Regions from separate parts of the Rattus norvegicus genome. Here region 1 is linked to region 2. Evidence: chromatin contacts called from public Hi-C data. All regions are on one chromosome and are shown on one strand. Each heading gives the region's core, a stretch centred on a gene start, on an enhancer-like site or on the middle of the called end of the contact. The rest is flanking DNA. Distances are from core to core; before and after follow the strand shown.

Evidence for each region. Hi-C and Micro-C count contacts between places; a contact is called where the count stands out from the background.
Region 1: a Hi-C map of kidney shows a contact between it and region 2, with 1.8 times the contacts expected there. The contact joins the promoter of Tspan7 here to the enhancer-like site in region 2. A contact is called at or near these places in 3 of 12 Hi-C or Micro-C datasets (kidney and liver) and 1 of 1 datasets of contacts at active chromatin or transcription factors (oligodendrocytes).

Annotation. Positions count from the first base shown.
Region 1 is chrX:14,976,932-14,981,738 of GRCr8, reverse strand. Tspan7 (tetraspanin 7) reads left to right here and starts at 3,112. Exons shown (of 8, transcript NM_001398737.1): 1 at 3,112-3,195. The coding sequence starts at 3,115.
Region 2 is chrX:14,931,800-14,936,772 of GRCr8, reverse strand. All of the region lies in intron 1 of Tspan7 (tetraspanin 7), which reads left to right. It also overlaps the pseudogene LOC103690795. Among named protein-coding and RNA genes, the nearest start is that of Tspan7, 44 kb to the left of the region's middle. Within about 2 kb of position 1,887, at least 13 of the 93 cell types and tissues checked have an H3K27ac peak or open chromatin away from gene starts, as enhancers often do.

The DNA.
Region 1 (4,807 bases), core at 1,863-4,362, 44 kb before region 2:
CCTAGATCCCTAGAACAAACGAAACTCAAGACGGATGATCAAAATGTGAATGCTTCACTCCTTCTTTAAGGAAGAGCTGAACTGCTAGTAGTATCGTCATGCTACATAAACATTCTTGCTTTATGACAGAGCTGAAGGAGTCGCAGTACTTGTGCTGCTGAGGAATTGCAAGGGCAAAGCAGGAAAAGTACACCTGCCCTGGGAGTCAATAGGGTGAGTTAACTCCGGACAACATGCCCATGTGCAGACCTGAGCAGTGTCTGAGCAAAGGTTGAGGCAGCAAAGGTGACAGACTGATATGAAGACAGATTTGCAAGCTTAGCATCCCAGTCCCACAGGATATTAGTGCGTTCTTTGAAGGGATCGGGGTCTTTTCTTCCAAAGGAGGGCTTTAAGTATCTGTGAATTAACCTAGCCAACTGTTATAACTCACATGTCAGATGTGTTATCTCCAACAAGCCACTGGGAGCTTTTACATTTTAAAAAAATGTATTCAACCTTTGAAATCAGTGTTATTTACATTAACTAAGAACAAATGAAGCCAAAGGGCTTAATTGGATTTGTCTTCAGGGACAGTTCCTTCTTATCTTTGGTTTTTATTTGTGTTGCTGTCTCAGACCACACTCATTTTAGCTTGGTACAGTCTTAATGGGCTCCTAGTCTGTAAACATTCTGGCCTTCTGGCCTTTGAGAAAACAAAGCTGTTGATAAAGAAGAAAAAAGGCAGAAAAGAATCTGAGAGGAGTTAAGGGCTCGGAGGGTGTTTGCCTTTTGTTCTTTTGCAGTAGTTCTTATCTGGTTCATCAAGACCTACCTGTCCTCCTTTGGGCAAGACCTTTCTGGATTTAGCAATGCAACTTGTGGATGCAAAGAAATTTCTCAGTCTTTGTAAAGATACAATGATGGTTTTTTAACCCCAACTCACAGATCACAATTCCTTGGCAAAGCTGGTTATGAAATATTTTAATTTACTTATTAGTTACGTTACATAAGGTATGCATATATTTATTGCTACATGTAGATAGGTTATTTGGGGTAGAATAATCTAAGCTTTCAAGAAATTAGTCCAAAATAAAGCTGCAAACAGAAATGATGAGTTAGTTCAAAATGATGTTTTTGTTAACCATATATACTCTATGAAAACTCATCATCACATTCTCCTTGAGACAATGTTAGGAGTTTTGACCTCACAGAGTCATTTATACATGGCACCAGTATTTTTCAGCCATTGAGCCTGACATCTTTAGAGGCGTTTCTCTGTTCCTCCAGAGAGTCGTCTGCCACAATCAAGGTTCAACGGTAAATGCTGGTTAGTATCAGAACCACCAGGCGACCTTTAAAGACTCTGAGCCTTCAGTCCATATAGAATAATTCAGACTAGCTATGCTTGCACCAGGCAGTCACTGTTTCTTTTAGGTGCCAGTCATTAATGATCACTGTAAAGTCCTTTTCTTTCATGTACACTGTTTCCTGTGATTGGCCATTTTCTTCAGCAGGCAATTCTTCTTTCCCATATTTGTTTCTTGTTTGTACAATGACCTTCCTGGCCTGCCACCATGCAGTTCATTGCAGGTAATAATTATACTAGTCAAGGCTGATCTTGGCAGGCTTTGCCAAGCTTTTATTGACTCTATTATTTTACTCTTTCACAGAATGCATTCCTAACAGTGTCCACGTGGAGTTAGCCTGGAATGGCCTTGCTTCCTACTGGACTTTCTTCGGGGAATCAGATGAAATCTCTGTAGAATCTATACTTTGTGTATGACTTTGAACTAGCCACAGGACATCTAGGTATAGTGTACATTATTTTCTATTCTGTTATAGTTCACACGTCTAAAGGTCGTTCTTGAAAACTGTGCTAGCCATTGGTTTTTATTATTCTCACAAAGTCATGCAACCATCACTACTATGTAATTTTACAACACTTTCCTCACTCTCAAAATCAAAGCAATCACCCAAACCATCAACTGTCCTCTTATTCCCACCCCACCCCCACAGCTCACCCATTTTTCCCTCTCTATGGGTTTGTTTATTTTAGATATGGATAATTCGGTACGTGACTTTTCTGTATCTGGCTTCTTTCACTATGCATACTTGGAAAGTTTGTCACTTGGAAGCATGTATCAGCACTTCGTTCCTTTTTACAGATAAGGTCTCCCATTGGATGACGAGTGTACCATCGGTTTGTCAGTTGAATCCACTCGTTACTAGTATGAATTGTTGTTCTATACATTCATGCACAAGTTTTCATTTGGACCCGTGTCTTCATTTCTCTCCCATAGATATCTAAGAGTAGAATTCTTATGGTAACTTTACATTCCCTTTTGGAGCAAATATCAGGTTGTTTTCCATTTTGCTTCCTTGCTGCTGAGAGACCCCAGAGGAGTAAGATTGTCGGTGTTCTCTAAATGAGGCAAATGATTCTCTGGTAGTTTAAAGAATTTTTGTTATTGTCGTTATCTGTCAAGCATCTAATATGTAGGAAGAATGTTGCTGCATCTCGTTTTTGTCATTTCCAAAGGTTAGGAAATCTAAAACTATGTCTGAAGTTCAAAGGGAGCCTGTGGAGAATTGTAAAGTAGCAAGGATTTAGGGGTCTCTGAGCTCCGGGGTACCTTACGATTCTTCCAGGTGTCTGCTTGTCACAGTCTGTTCCTGGCACCGACAAGGTGTGCTTACTGCCAAGGACATGAATCCTGAGTGTCCAATCGCAAAAGCAGGCTACACAATCCTTATGTAGCTAGGTGCAGGCCCTGTTTCCAACAAAGCCAAAATCTTAAAGCTAGGGTAGTTTGAGAAGGGCTACCCTGACCTCCGACGGAGCCTCTAGGCTCTCGGGTTCCCTCTGACCTAGGCTTGGGATCTGTGCCTGCGCCAGATTGCAGACTTGGGCAGCATTCCCAGCATGCAATCAGTCTCCAGTCATCCTGCTCCTTCTCCCCTAGCCCCGCAAGGCGCGCGCGAAGGCAAGCGCGCCGCCCAGCCTGCGCGCGCACGGGAAGCTCGCGCAGCACGCGCTCCCCCTCCCACCCCGCCTTTCGCGGCCCCGCCTCCTCCCCCTCCCGCGCGCCCGCCCGCCGCCCGCCGCCACTGCCGCCGCCGGAGCTCTGTAGTATGGCATCGAGGAGAATGGAGACCAAACCTGTGATAACCTGTCTCAAAACCCTCCTCATCATCTACTCCTTCGTCTTCTGGGTGAGTGCCCACGCCTGGCTGCTGGCCGGGCCGCGGTCTATCAGACCGTGTGGTGATGCTCTTAGAAAGAAAGGTGGAAGGAAAACCCAAACCCCAAACCCTAAACCCCAAACCCCAAACCCGATCTTAGCCGGTGGACAAGGAGACAGCGGCAGGCTGCTGGGTCGGGGCTGTGAGATGGAAGGGTGCAGGTCTGGGCTGCTCCAACCCTCGAGTTTGCCCACGAAGGCTGAAGTGGGCTGCGCGGTGGCGGTGGTTGCAGATTTTTCACTCTTCCAAAAAAAAATTTTTTTTTTTTGTAAATGCATTGATTTCTTAAACTCGCAGAACAGGGTCAACCCCTGGGGAAAGTTGAGTTGTGGATTTGTCTGTTTTCTCTTTTGGACTTCTCTCCCTACCTTACCAGCCAGTTTGGGTGCCTGTTGGAGCTAAAGGAGCTAACCTGTGGCGGGCTGGGAGCGGGCGCAGTACCGAGGGGGTTAGATCTAAGATTCCCGACTTAGTCCCAACCCTGCAGGGCTGTGGGAGAGAGTCGCTAGGAATCTTCTGCCTGACTGGACAAGGGCGATCAGTCTCCCAAGCGCAATAATGCGGGACAGGCGCCGCCACCGCGTGGAGGCGCACGGAGAGGGTCTTACATAAGCCCGGGGTATCTTTGAGCTTTCTCGCGACTGGGTCTTACACGGTTCCTCTCAGGTTTCTTCCCACCCTTTACTGTTTCCAACCGGTTATTGTGATTTTCTGTGTGAACCCAATCTGCAATGCCCAAGAGGAGGACCCCTACCACCTGGTGGCTGCGGTAGCGCCCCTGTTCCCCACATAACTGGTACTGCTACTAGTCCTTGAGCTCAATGCAGAAAGGTGACGTCAGCCCTTCAGCCCAGGCCGGCGAAGGGCTGTGTGGTGCACCTCGCCAAGGGATGCGCCCTTCTGTGCGCAGGAGGAGGGAAAAGGGGAGGAGGGGGCTCCGGGCTTATGCCTTACCTCATCCTGTTTGGCAATTCATGGAATCAGTGCAGGGCTGACACTGCAGTGGTTTCATTTGCAGAGGTGGGTGGTACCTAAAGACCATTCCCAGTTCTTTTTCTCCTCACGTAGATGCCCACCCCAGTTCCCTCTTCCCACCTCAAGCCACAGCCACCCTGCAAAGGAATGAATACCGTCACAACTACCCTGGCCCTCCGCAATACCATAATCTGGGTCATTCCAGCTTCCAAACCAGTCATTTTGAAACCTGAGTCTCTGTTTAAAAAAGATAGATAGAAAGATAGATAGATAGATAGATAGATAGATAGATAGACAGACAGACAGACAGATGGATAGGGAAAAGAATGAAAAAGAAAGAATCAGGCTTGCCTTTGGTATTTTTTTTCTTCTTTGCCCTCCCCACCCCAATATTAACCCTGATTTGCTTCAAAAGTGGAACGCAGTATTGAATGAAGTACTTGTATTCGGATTGATGGTAAACCGGATTGTTTGCGGTAGTCAAGGCAGGAGCTAAGATTTATTACGGATTTAAAAAAAAAATCCCTAATGTTTCTAGGCTTTCCTTGCCACTGCCATTGATGATTCTTCAGGTCTGGAAAACCATGGAATGTGTGGACAGAACAGA
Region 2 (4,973 bases), core at 638-3,137:
GACTGAACCCCCAGTGAACGGGATTGTTGGGGGGAGGGCAGTAATGGGGGGAGGATGGGGAGGGGAACACCCATATAGAAGGGGAGGGGGAGGGCTTAGGGGGATGTTGGCCCGGAAACCAGGAAGGGGAATAACAATCGAAATGTAAATAAGAAATACTCAAGTTAATAAAGATGAAAAAAGAAAAAAAGAAATGTTCTGGGGCTATAAAAAAAAGTCAACAAAGGTGCAGTATAAAAATAACAAAGCACATACCTATGCATTAACTTTTAAGGAACGAGTAGCATTATATCTGATAAAAGCCCCAAAGGTTGTGGCTTATGTGCAACTGAGTGAGTCCGCAGAAGATGGAGTTCTTCTCAGTCAGATACCTGATCATCACGTAGGCGTGCACTGTGTATTGGGTGTCAGCAAAAGTATGGCCCCAGGCAGACATCATCTCATTTTCTGCTCTGGAGCTCACAGACACCCCTCTCCAGCTCTCAGGAAGAGGGTAAAATAGATTAAATGAGGAGCCTTGACGTTGCTGTTGCGCACAGCACAAAAGGGCAGGAAGCACTTCAGCCCATAGCTCCCAAAACCCAAACAGTTGACTTGGTCCTTGTTTTACACTTCTAAGGCAGATGCCTCGGATTGTCTTGATGGACAGTGCTACAATTTGCATCAGCTTCCCTACTTTTGGTACTGGCGTCCATTTGGGATAATTCTGTATATTTCCTTAACTTCTATCCTGTACTAGAGCTTAGTTTACTGTGTGGTTTTCCTTTTAAAATTTTACTGCAATGCATTCTAGTGACTTCCTGGGAATGTATACACGGGAACTATATTTTTGACTCTTTGCTTACTTCAAAATATCTACTCTTCTATTAATTCCCAAGAGATTGTGAGAATTCTAAAGTAGAAATCTGGGGCCTGAGGTTCAGTGATGGAACATGTCCTTGTTTTGTGGGAGCTCCGAGGTCATCCCTAGCATCAAAAATTAGAACCTTTCTAATGAAAATGTGTATATTGCTCTGTTATTTTCTGTTTCTATTGTTGTTAGTTACAGGGGAATGGAAAGGCATTTAGATTCCTGATGGCCTCATTTCTTTTACTTTGTGCGAGCATGTGAGGTCTCGAACATCCCACCCTAAAGGGCTATGGCGCAGGTCTGCTTGTCTCTACTCTGCAACTTTCTACGAATTACTGCGTATACCTTCATTCTGGCGCCTTGACTCCTGATGGATTAGAAAATTTCCTTGAATAAACGTTATCTTTCTACTTTCCTCTTTTCATTCAGAAACTAATATCCAGAAGCCGAAAGTCTCCATCGTAAGTGTCCTATGTCATCCAGACTTCCCTTAAACTACCGACCCTCTTGATTTTTCTATATGCTAGGATCACAAGCATGGAGTGTAGCACCATCCTCAGCTTTTCTCACATTTTTAATATCTTGGTCTTTACTGTGTCCTTCTCATGTGGGAGGGGCTGTTAGTATTTCTGTTGTTTTTGATTTCTCAAGAGTTTTTGATTCCAAACCTATTTAGGTTTTTCAAATGTTTAAATTATTTCATAGACACCATCTATTATCTCTTCGAGAATGCAATGGGTATATGTTTGTTTATTTCTTTGTGTTCTAGCTGCGCAGTGTCTATTCAGTTCAAGTTGTTCTTTTGTGCTCTTGTTTTGATCTGTCTTCTTTGGTAGGAGCTTTTCAGAGATAATCCGTGGTTGCTTGGAAACCAGATAGCTGCCAAAGCTCTAAATAGGTGGGTGGGGCTTTGGTATTTTGATTTTAAGTTGGGCACTGGCTGAGAAACTCCAAGGTTAGTATCTTTAGGTAATTCTTTTACCTTGGGTCACGTGCCTTTGAGAAGCTGAGGGCACTTAGGTCTGATGCCCAGTCTGGTAACCTCTTGGGGGCAAGAGGACTAGAATACTGTCTGTTTCTACATGCATCTGATCACTTCATGCCCATTGTTTGATTAGCATGCTCATGGCCTGCTTCTGCCTCCCAGGCCTGGATGCTTGCCTTGGGTGGCACTGGGTCGTCCCTTCTTAGAATAAAATGGGGAAGTGTGCATAATGACTCTCTTTCCAGCCCACGTGCTTTCCGCCATCCTCTTCTTCCCACTTTCAGAGGCCCATTGTCAGTTTCCCTCCCCGCTGGCTTGAGGTTGTTTGTTTCCCACAGGGCCTGCTGAGCAGGCTTACTCTTTACCCTTCAGCTTCTAAAGCACTCTTGCAGTTACCACCTGCTTTCACCTCCTGAGTTTATGTTGTAAAGAAAAAAAAAGACGAATGACTTCTTTGGGTGATCTTGGTGTGGTTTCAAGGGAATGAAATTCTAAGAGTGTGTTCTGTCCATCTTGGTAGCTGTGGTTTTCCTTTTTGTATTATGTGAATCTGCCAGCTTCGATGATGCAAAATCAAAGGCTTCTGGGCCTTTATGGAATGCCTTTGAGCCAGGTACTCTTCCACCCTTTGTGTTTGTAGAGAGACCTGTTGGATCGCATGGCATCCTTACTTTTAAAAAGACAAAACTCAAAATGGAATTTTGCGTGAAGGGCTGTCCCCCAAAGTGGACTAAATGTATTCCCAGTGGGCTGGAGGAGATGGTTTAGCACTTAAGAGCACTTGGCTGTTCTTCCAGAGAACCCAGGTTCGATTCCCAACACCCACATTGCATCTCGCAATCATCTGTTACTTCAGTACTAGAGGATCGGATCCTCTATTCTGGCTTCTGCATGCTACAGGTACCTGCTTGGTACACAGGCACACATGCAGGCAAAATACTTCTATACAGGATAAAATAATGATGAAGGGTTTTTAAACGAATATAGAGCCAGGAATTATGGCAGGGAGAGGCAGGCAGATCTCTTGAGTTCAAGGCCAGCCTGGTTTATAAAGTGAGTTCCAGAACAATCAGGGGTACACAGAGAAGCCTTGTATCAAAAAAAAAGGAAATAAAGAAGAAAAAATGAATATAATTGAAGATGTGGTTCAAAACCCTTTGAAAGTTTTGGACAAGTAAAACTCTTTCTTTGCTGGGGCTGATTTCTAATCATGCCTATGAATCCTATCAGGATCAGCATGAGTTAACTAGGTTTCGAAGGAGAAAACTATTCCAATATGCTTTGAGTTGACAAACCTTGCTTCCTCTTTCTGGAAGCAAACAGGGTTCCCAGAAAGCACGAGAAATGTGTGCTTTCCCCAGCTGCAGGAACTCTCTCCCTGCTGGCTTGGTGTGTGGCTGGAGGTCATTCATGGTCACTGTTGTGCCTTCTGTGCGGAGAACAAAACACACATGATGTTCTGGTCTACCCAGTGGAATATATGCCTGTGAGTGAGACTGCACGTCATGAACGACTTGCTTTCTGTCTGAGTAGCAGGCTAGGCGACTCACTATTCATTCACTGTCATGAGCATCAGCATCTCAATTTCCTATTCATGCTTTTGCTTTCTTTCTGCAGCAGTAGGAAGCCGTTGATCCATAAAATGAATATAGCTATTACTGTGATCTTCAGAGTCTTTGCAGATTTAATTACTTGCTATTAGTATTTCATGCAGACCTTTGTCAAACCAACTAAATTATGTATCAAAAATATTTTAGCACTGACAAGCTTTAAATAGGGGCCGGATACGTTTGTGTGTTGGAGTATTAGAACTATTGACAAATACATTTCCTGAGTATGCTGGGTTTAATTCTTAGCTTTCAACTGTAGTGAACCTTCTGTGCATGGCTGCTTAGTAACTCTAAGACTCTGTCTGTACTGTTTCCCATACCTATAAGTAGCCTTTTGCTTAGAAACATATAGTACAAAATTCTGACAAATAGCTGAAGATAGAAAGAACTATCACCCTGCTGCTGCCTGGCTCATTTCCAGACCTTCATTTCAAAACCATGTCTAAAGGCCAGTTTTTCTTGGTGCTAAGAGGAAGAACACCCTTTTCAGTTAAAAGGTTTAAACAAGTGCTGGGCCAGTTTAAGCTGTTCTAAGACACAATTTTGAGTCAAGTTCTAACAAAACAAAACAAAACAAAAACATTGTAAGGACACGTGTTAAACTGCCTTAGTCTGTTTAACTAGACTTTTACCTTGGAGGAAAAATGGTGGAGAACATATGTCATGAGCATTTCATTTGGTCGTCGCAAAATGTTTCACCTTGGATTTTAGTTTGTTGTTGCTATTGTGTGCATCATCTCTCACAATTCTTACCCAAAAGAAAAAAGATACATTTGTCAGACTAGGAAAATATGCTCTCTGAAAAGCAAATGTTGAGTCCCAGAGAACATGAGAAGACCAGTGCCTACAAACCTGGGATAATTGAGGGCGTGATTAAGTCAAATCTGATGAGAGAGTTCACATTTGACTTTGGAGTTGGACTTACCTTTTAAATCTGCCTCCATTTTATATTCTAAGAAAGGTTCTTTGACCTCTCTAGGCTTATTCTGCATCCTTAAATGAGGATAATTGGCAGGTCAAATGGTTAATGTGAACTTTAGAAAAAATTACCCCTGATGGATATAATGGAACAACTAGAGTGTAATTGGGGTCTTTAACCATAGTTATGGCACTGATCACCTGAACTGTGTACCCATAAACCTGTGTGGTAAGAAATATATGTACATATATACTTATATAGAGTTTTGTATATTTATGTGAGCGTGTGGTGTGTGTGTGTGTGTGTGTGTGTGTGTGTGTGTGTGTGTGTGTGTGTAAGCTGTCTCTGTGGTAGGCACTATGTTAATATCCCCACTTAATAAAGGAGAAAGCTAAAGCACAGGAAGCATAGTTTATACTGCCTGTTAAGCGGGAGAACTGGTCTTCCCACTCAAATGGCTCAGCTCCAGAGCCTCCAGCTTTACTACCACCCAGGAAGTGGTTAATAAAGGCACACTACCTTATGTGCATCAGTAGGACAGTGTCCTCTTCAGTTCATTTGCCTACCATAGGCAGTAATAGGTCCTCCGTACGTCTATAATGGATAACG